Regions from separate parts of the Sus scrofa genome. Here region 1 is linked to region 2. A link is a contact called in public Hi-C data. All regions are on one chromosome and are shown on one strand. Each heading gives the region's core, a stretch centred on a gene start, on an enhancer-like site or on the middle of the called end of the contact. The rest is flanking DNA. Distances are from core to core; before and after follow the strand shown. Region 1 has its middle 82 kb from the start of RUNX3. Region 2 has its middle 40 kb from the start of CLIC4.

Evidence for each region. A called contact is a pair of places that touch in the nucleus more often than the background predicts.
Region 1: a contact with region 2 is called in a Hi-C map of embryonic fibroblasts, with 1.6 times the contacts expected there. The contact joins two enhancer-like sites. A contact is called at or near these places in 9 of 47 Hi-C or Micro-C datasets (alveolar macrophages, embryonic fibroblasts, epiblast stem cells and 5 more).

The regions. Positions count from the first base shown.
Region 1 is chr6:82,674,362-82,678,973 of Sscrofa11.1, reverse strand. No RefSeq gene overlaps it. Among named protein-coding and RNA genes, the nearest start is that of RUNX3, 82 kb to the right of the region's middle. Within about 2 kb of position 3,078, at least 3 of the 83 cell types and tissues checked have an H3K27ac peak or open chromatin away from gene starts, as enhancers often do. A contact at or near this core is called in embryonic fibroblasts, where this site is marked.
Region 2 is chr6:82,359,413-82,363,549 of Sscrofa11.1, reverse strand. No RefSeq gene overlaps it. Among named protein-coding and RNA genes, the nearest start is that of CLIC4, 40 kb to the left of the region's middle. Within about 2 kb of position 1,314, at least 14 of the 83 cell types and tissues checked have an H3K27ac peak or open chromatin away from gene starts, as enhancers often do. A contact at or near this core is called in embryonic fibroblasts, where this site is marked.

The DNA of each region.
Region 1 (4,612 bases), core at 1,829-4,328, 310 kb before region 2:
CACCTCTCCGGAGGACCTAGGACTTGTAGGCAGGGCATGAAGGACGCTGGCACTCTTAACCCTCAAGGCCTGGGGTGACTTCAGGATATAGGGACCCTGAGAGGGAGTAGTGAGTGGCAAATAAAGACAAATGGGCGGTGAGGAGGGTTGTGAATGTCCCCGGGCCTCAGTGACGGTCATGGTCATGGGGGAGGGGCGCTTGGGGCTGACTGTTCGTGTTTGAACTTCGCACCTTGGGTCCCTCTGCCGCCCTTCCTGCTGCCGCCAGGACTCAGGGGCCAGGAAAGTGGGGGTGTGGGAGGTTGTGTGTACGTGTGGAGTCGGGGTAAGTGTGAGGACTTTTCCAGACGGTTGGTCCTGCCTGTGCCTAGAGTTTCTGGGTGGCTGGGGAGCCCCCAGGGGGCCTACCTGTTCCCAGCTCCTCCTCCTCTTCCCGTCCCAGCCTTTTCTGAGGCCAGGGCAGACAGGCGTGGTCTCGGACACTGGCTCCTGCCCCAGGACTGACCACAGTGGCATGGGCCGTCTGAGGCTTCCACCACGCTGACCTTTCCAAAGCCCTGATAAGGCATTAGTGTCCGCACAGAGGCTGGGCCTGGCCCTCAGCCGACCCATTCACTCTAGAGTCCCCAGGGCCTCCTGCCTGCCCCTAAACCTACTGAATAAATGAATAATAGGAATGAGATGAGTAATAGATCTGCTGGTGGCCTGGGAATTGGAAGCAAACAGAATCCTGTGGGGACCTTGGGAAGGCCAGCCCAGGTCTGAAGGGCAGGATGGATGGCAGATAAAGAGGGGACCCAGATAGCTCTGCTCTAGGAGAGGGGGGAGTCCTGGTCTGAGTGGGACAAGGCAGGGAAGGAAGGGCCCACCCTTGCAAGGCTGGGTGGAGACATGACAGCACACACTCCCCGCTCCCCCCATGTGCCCAACCCTGGGCTGCCACTGCTACACAGGACAGTGTCTCCTGGGGGTTGGATGGGTAGCGGGGTATCAGAGAGGGGCGGCAGGGGGCACTGGGCTATGCCTGGGGGAGCCAATGTCTTGTAGAAAATGGGTTCTAATCCTGGTCCCTCCACTTTCTAGCTAGGTGATGTAACCTTTCTGAGCCTCAGGTTCCACCATCCGTAAAATGGGGTTCATGGCAGAACCTCTCTCATAGGCTTGTTTGGGATGAAATGAGATGATGTGTTTAAAGTGCTAGTGCAGTGATGCTTCTCAAAGGCTGAATAAAGAGCAGCACCTCTGCCCCACCCTTAACCATGTTAGTATTACGGATTCAGTGTCTCAGAAATGCATGGCCACACAGGAGGCTAGGCTGGAATGAGTGGGTTTCTTTTCTTTTTTCTTTTTTAAAGAAAACTGTATTCACTTTAATTATTTGAATTATGATTATTATTTTATTTTAAAAATTTTAAATGATTTTTATTTTTTCCATTATAGTTGGTTTACTGCATTCTGTCAATTTTATACTGTACAGCAAAGTGACCCAGTCACACATACACATATACATTCTCTTTCTCACATTATCCTCCATCGTGCTCCCTCACAAGTGACTAGATAAAGTTCCCAGGGCTACACAGCAGGATCTCTTTTTGCTTATCCACTCCGAATGCAATGGTTTGTAGGATGAGTGGGTTTCATGCCGGGAGTGGGCTGGATGGGAACTTTTGAAAGTGTCCGCTAAGGAGCCAGCACCCAGGAAACACTGTCTTTCCCAGGAAGCCACACTGCTGTGGGTTTGGGTCTGGGCCCCGCTGGCCTCACCCTGGATGAGGTTTGGAGGTGTGAGTGGGAGCAGGACTTCAGGAAGCAGCGGGAGTGGTGTTGGGTGAGGACCAGCCTTGCTCAGCCTGGCACGTCGAAAATCCTGCTCCAGCCCGGGGCCAGGGGGCGCTACAGCCCCTTGCCTAAAGCATCTGCTGAGGTCCAACCCTTGCTAGGATGCGGCTGCTCTGAGGGACATCCAAGCTGGACAAGGGTTTCTATAAACACCCCTCTGGTACCACAGAGCAGAGCTGTGGCTGCTGCAGCAGAGGTGGGATGGCAGTGGGAACCAGCATCCTGCAGAGAAGGTCCTGGACTGCTCTTTGGTGTCAGTTGTGAAAAACAGGACGTAGGGAAAAAAAAAGCCCCACATCAATTTGCAGGTGAACAAAGGGTCCTGGACAGGGCAAAGTCTTTGCTGAGGGTGGCCTGAGAAGAAAAGAATTCCTTCCCAAACTGGGACCTGGTCTCCTTCAGGGAGCCTGTAGGACAGGCTGGTCACCTTCCTGAGCTTTGTGAAATGAGCTTTTAGGAACACATCAGCCTCAGTTTCCTCATCTGCAAAATGGAATTTCGTGAGACAGTACACATACGGCATGTAGCACAGAGCCCAGCTCTCAGCACCAGAGGGAGCCCTGATCTTTTTTCTTATAATGTCCTGGAGGCAGAGGGGGCAAGGATTGGCCCCCATCCCATTCCCCCCATTTTACAAAAGGAAACGAGGCCCAGAGAGAAGCTGCTTGGCAAAGATCAGGCAGCAAGGCACTGGTGCAGCTGAGGCAGGTCTTGGGACCATTTCCCTGCACCTCCCCCGATCCCTCCTCCATCCTCACCCTCATGCCAGGGGTGGGGGCTGGTGTCAGCAGAGCAATACCTGCTCTGGCCCCACAGCAGGGGCCCTGGGGCAGCTGGGACCCCGGCTCACACTCTCCCCATGCTGTAACTTCCACCGGCTCCTGGCCCCAGCTGGACCTGTGGTCTGGACCAGCCAGGCTGCCGCGGCTGGTGGTTGAGACCCCAAAGCCACAGTCAGCTGGGCTTATTGATTGAGGGCCATGCCGTGGGCCCCCTGCGTGGGCAGGGCTCCGAGATGAGTCTGGAGGGGCGGGGCCAGCCCTCCGGGAAAGCTGTTAGTGTCCACTCAGCCCTGTGGTCGGGTGGGCAGGGGGCTGGGCCTTTGGAAAGACAAGAGGAAGCAGTGGGCCAGGTGCCCTGGGCTGGTGGTTAGCAGCGACAATGGCCAGCACTCATCGGATTCACACGCTGCTCTCGCATTTTACTGGGGTTCGCTTATTGCATCCTTATGGCTCTTGGACTAGGTCATATCTCTCCCCCTTCTTTACAGGGGAGGATCTGAGGCATGGATCATGGTCCCTGCCCAAGGACACACAGAGAAAAGAGCAGAGCTAGCATTTTTTTAAAATTACTTAATGAATTTTGTCACATTTATAGGTGTACAACAATCATCACAACCAAATTTCCCAGCATTCCCATCCCAAACCCTCAGCACATCCCCCTACCCCCCAACCTGTCTCATTTGGAAACCGTAAGTTTTTCTAGCATTTGTTTTTTGTTTTGTTTTGTTTTGCCTTTTTTAGGGCCGCATTTGTGGCATATGGGAGTTCCCAGGCTAGGGCTGACCTACGCCACAGCCACAGTAATGCCAGAGCTGAGACTCACTCTCAAACTATGCCGCAGCTGGCAGCAATGCTGGATCCTTTACCCACTGAGCGAGGCCAGGGATCAAAGCTGCATCCTCATGGATACTAGTCAGGTTCCTAACATGCTGAGTCACAATGGGAACTCCCAGAGCCAGCATCTGAACCCAGGCTGCCAGGCTTCAGAGCCCGGGCGATTGGAGTTATTCATTAAGGGGAAACGAGGGGCCACCAGAGGCCTATCTTTGGTGGGCAGGGGCAGCTCCTTGACCAGAGAGAATCAGAAGCTGCCAGAGCAGTTCCCATCATGGCTCTGTGGAAACGAATCTGACTAGTATCCATGGGGACACAGGTTCAATCCCTGGCCTCGCTCATTGGGTTAAGGATCCATTGTTGCCGTGAGTTGTGGTGTAGGTCGCAGATGAGGCTCAGATCTGGCGTGGCTGTGGCTGTGGCGCAGGCTGGCGGCTACAGCTTCAATTTGACCCTTAGCCTAGGAAACTCCATATGCCTCAGGTGCAGCCCTAAAAAGACACACACACACACACACACACACACACACACACACACACACACACACACAAAGGAAGCTACCTGAGACCAAGTGGTGGCCCGAGGTGAGTCCCCAGGGCCCTGACACTGGGCAGCTGATGTGATGGTTGAATAGCTGGGCTTTGGGGCCAGAGGGCATGGGGCTAGCCCGTGGTTCCGCCTCTCTGCTGAGTGAGCTGGGGTATGCTCCCCACACACTGTCTGCTTAGAAACTAAACCAGAAGACAACAAACAGCTTACACATATGGAGCACGTGCTATGTGCCAGCACTGCTGGAGTCGGGTGCAGCAGTGAACCCCACAATCTAAAATCCCTCGTTGTTTGTATATTTTGGAGATTAGGCACTTGTCTGTTGCATCGCTGGCAAAGATTTTCTCCCATTTCATGGCCGTCTTTTTTTTTTTTTTTTTCATGGCTTCCTTTGCTGTGCAAAAGCTTTTGAGTTCGATTAGGTCCCATGGGTTTATTTGTGTCTTTATTATCATTATTCTAGGAGGTGGGTCAAACAAGACATCGCTGTGATTTATGTCAAAGAGTCTTCTGCCTGTTCTTTCTCTAGGAGCTATATAGTGTCTGGCCTTATGTTTAGGTCTTTAATCCATTTTGAGTTTATTTTTGTATATGGTGTTAGATAGTGT
Region 2 (4,137 bases), core at 65-2,564:
GTTTCTACAACAGGAGCCTCTATTTCCTCTCCTGTGGAAGGAGGATAATAAAATCTTGGAAGGTTAACAGGCAGGGTGGAGCACCTCTGGGTTTTAGGGCTCGGCTCCGCCTCCAACCACCTGCATCCTTGAGCAAGTCCCTTCTCTGAGGCAGACCCTTACTTCCTCAGGACCAGACCCTCCGGTCAGCACCCACCTCCGGGACCCCACCCAAAAGGTGGCTCCTGATTGGAGGATTAGCTTAGGCAATTCTGGCCCTTGAGAAGTGAGGGGGAGTCTGCTGAGAGCTGCCAGGTGGGACTCTTCCCTCTTAAAAGGGGTGACAGAAAAAATAAAAAGGGTGTTCTCTCCCGGCCGCAGTGGGTTAAGGACCGACCTTGTCACTGCTGTGGCACGGGTTCCATCCCCAGCTGGGGAACTTCTACATGCCTTGGGCTCAGCTGAAAAAAAAAAAAAAAAAAAGGTGGGGGGGGTGACTGGGGAGAGAGTTCTCTGGGTGGCTGCAGATGCCATTGTTGGCTTGTGACCCCTGAAACTGTTGCCACCGTTCTGGGGGCTGCGAGGGAGGGATGAGCCCAGCACAGAGGATGAAGCCTACAGTGAGGGAAGGAGCCTGGGTTCTGGGGACCCCAGATAACATCTGGCACTTTGGGGGTTTTGTCAGGTGAATGTATTTATGGCTTAAGCCACTTTCAGTTGGCTTTTCTATTACTTGACGCCGACAGAAGCCTGACTGACAGATTCTCCTGACCCTCAGTTTTCTCATCTATAAAATGGAGGAGTTCCCACTGTGGCACAGTGGGTTAAGAACCCAACCGCAGTGGCTTGAGTGGCTTCAGAGGCTTGGGTTTGATCCCCAGCGCAGTGGCTTAAGGATCCGGTGTAGGTGCAGCTTTGGTGTAGGTTGAAGCTGCAACTTGGATTCAGTCCCTAGAACTTCTGTTTGCTGTGGGTGTGGCCATAAAATAATAAAAATAAAAAAATAAAATAAAATGGAGATAATCTTCCATGTCACAGGATTACTGTGAACGTTACAGGAGAGAACACACGTGGAGGGTCCAGCCGCCTCTGCACAACAAGGGGCTCCTGCCTGCCTGCCTCTGCCCGGCCCGGTGCCCCTCAGGACCATGGCGAACTCACTTCCTGCTGCTGCTCTGCACCCCTCCCCACTGTGCCTTCCAGGCTCGACTGGGTGTCCCCAGTGAGCCCAGCATGAGGATACAACGCAAATATCCATCCCAACCACTCAGTGAGTCAAAGTAAGCAAAAGAACCAGTGCTGGTTCTCTTCCCAGAGGCCATCAGACCCTGGGGCTGAGTCACGGCTCTGCCATAGGCTCGATGTGTGTCATCAGACACCTCTATGGCTCAGCTGTTTTGTCTGTAAACTGGGAGAAACAATGGCACCTGCGTCCCAGACATGCTGGGCTGGAATGAGTCCATGCGGTCAGCTGCTTGGCACCCACAGGATCTCGAAAATGGCACTTCCCTTAGAACATGACTCCCCACGACAGCTTTCCTGTCCTTAAAAGCCCGTGACTTTGGAGATCATGTTATGCGGCTTCTTTTTCTCCTCCTCCTCCCCCTCCCCCTTCTTCTTCTTTTCCATGCTCACAGCATACAGAAGTTCCCGGGCCAGGGATTGAACCTGCGCCACAGCGGCAACCCAAGCCACTGCCGTGACACTGCTGGATCTTAAACCCACTGAGCCACCAGGGAACTCTCGCTTTTTTTTTTTTTTTTTAACCGTGCAACTTTTTCAGATAAAATCTTGTGAGAAGGAGTGTTCACAGCAGGAACATTCATTTGTAATAGCTGCAAGTGGGAAACTACCCAAGTGCCCACCAACAAGTCAGTGGGTAAACGAAATATGGTGCATCCGTATAGCACGACACAGGCAGCATTAGAAAGGAATGGGCTATTCATACACGTGCCAACACAGGTGAATCTCAAAACAATTGTGCTGAATGAAAGAAGCCAACACAAATCAGTACATACTGTATGGGTTTGTTTACATAAAAAAAAAAATCTAGAAAACTGCAACTGGGTACATATATATACACAATGGAATATTACTCAGCCATTAAAAGGAACGAAACAACGGCATTTTTAACAACATGGATGGACCTAGAAATTATCATGCTAAGTGAAGTCAGACAATGAGACACCAACATCAAACGTTATCACTTACATGGGGAATCTGAAAAAAGGACACAATGAACTTCTTTGTGGAACAGATACTGACTCACAGACTTCGAAAAAATTATGGTTTCCAAAGGAGAGAGGTTGGGAAGTGGGGGGATGCACTGGGGGTACGGGGTGGAAATACCGTAAAACTGGATTGTGGTGATCATTGTACAACTATAAATGTAATAAATTCATTGAGTAATTAAAAAAAAGAGAAAAAAAAAAACACGCCAGCTAGTGTGTGGCTCCTAGGCAATGGGGGAATTAGAAAGGGGCAGGAGAGGTTTCTTTTAAAAAATTTTTTAGGGCTGTACCCTCGGCATATGGAGGTTCCCAGGCTAGGGGTCAAATCAGAGCTACAGCTGCCGGCCTACACCACAGCCACAGCAACGCCAGATCCCAGCTGCATCTGCGATTTACATGCCAGATCCTTAACCCACTGAGTGAGGCCAGGGCTCGAACCTGTGTCCTCATGGATGCTAGTCAGATTCATTTCTGCTGAGTCATGAAGGGAACTCCAAGGAGTTCTTGAGGGTAATGGATATGTTCCCTCTCTTGATTGTAGCTGGTTTCCCAAGTGTGTGTGCGCATGTGTGTGTGTGTATGTGTCAAAACGTATCAAATCATACACTTTAAATACACCAGTTTAGTGTGTATCACTTTTGCCTCAGGAAAGCCTTAAAAACAAAAGAGAAACCTCGCATGGAAGCCCAATGTGTAAAAGTTAAAAATGAAGGACGAGAGTTCCCTGGTGTTGCCGTGGGTTATGGATTTGGCATTGTCACTGCAGGGGCTCTGGTCACTGCTGTGGCATGGTTTCCATCCCTGGCCTAGGAACTTCCACATGCTGTGGGTGCAGGGGGAAAAAAAAAAAGGACAGAGCGGCTCCGGGGGTGGGGCGAAGGCTGGAGTACCAGCTCATGCCCTTGGCCGAGCCCCACCAGCCAGGAATCTCCACTGCTCCCTTCACTTGGCGCTTTGGTGCCCACCTGGGAGAGAGGAAGGGCCCTGTGTTAAGTCACACCGTCTGAGCGGGGTGGAGCCGTGGGCAGAAGGTAAGATTCCCCCTGTGTGGCCAGAACACTTTCCAACTGGCACTGGGAGTGGAGTGACAGCTCATCAAAGGACTCAAGGATGGCCCAGCAGTGCAGTCAGTAAACAGGTCTGCAGTTCAGTCTGCTGGATCCTATATTAGGCTCAGAAGGGAACACAGAAGTAAACAGGCCCCAGACTCCTGGTTTCTCGATCTTTTTTTAATTTTTCTCTTTCTTGGGGAGCTCCCGTCGTGGCACATCGGAAATGAATCCGACTAGGAACTATGAGGTTGCGGGTTTGATCTCTGGCCTCGCTCAGTGGGTTAAGGATCCAGCCCTAAAAAGACAAAAGACCGAAAACATTAAAAAAAAATTTTTTTTTTTTTCTTTTTAGGGCCACACCAGCAGCATATGGAAATTCCCAGGCTAGGGGTCAAATCAGAGCTGTAGCTTCCAGCCTGCACCACAGCCACAGCAACGAGGGATCTAGGGCATGTCTGTGACCTACACCACAGTTCACAGCAGTGACAGATCCTTAATCCACTGAGTGAGGCGAGGGATCAAATCTGCATCCTTGTGGATAGTAGTTGGGTGTTTTGGGGTTTTTTGGGGTTTTTTTTGTTTGTTTGTTTTTGGTCTTTTTAGGGCTGCACCCGAGGCATATGGAGGTTCCCAGGCTAGGGGTCTAATTGGAGCTACAGCTGCTGGCCTATGCCACAGCTATAGCAACACAGGATCCGAGCCACCTCTGGGACCTACACCACAGCTCACAGCAATGCCAGATCCTTAACCCATTGAGCGAGGTCAGGGATTGAACCCGCAACCTCATGGTTCCTAGTTGGATTGTTTCTGCTGCACCAAGACGGGAACTGCCTAGTTGGGTTTTTAATTCCCTGAGCCACAATGGGAACTCCCTC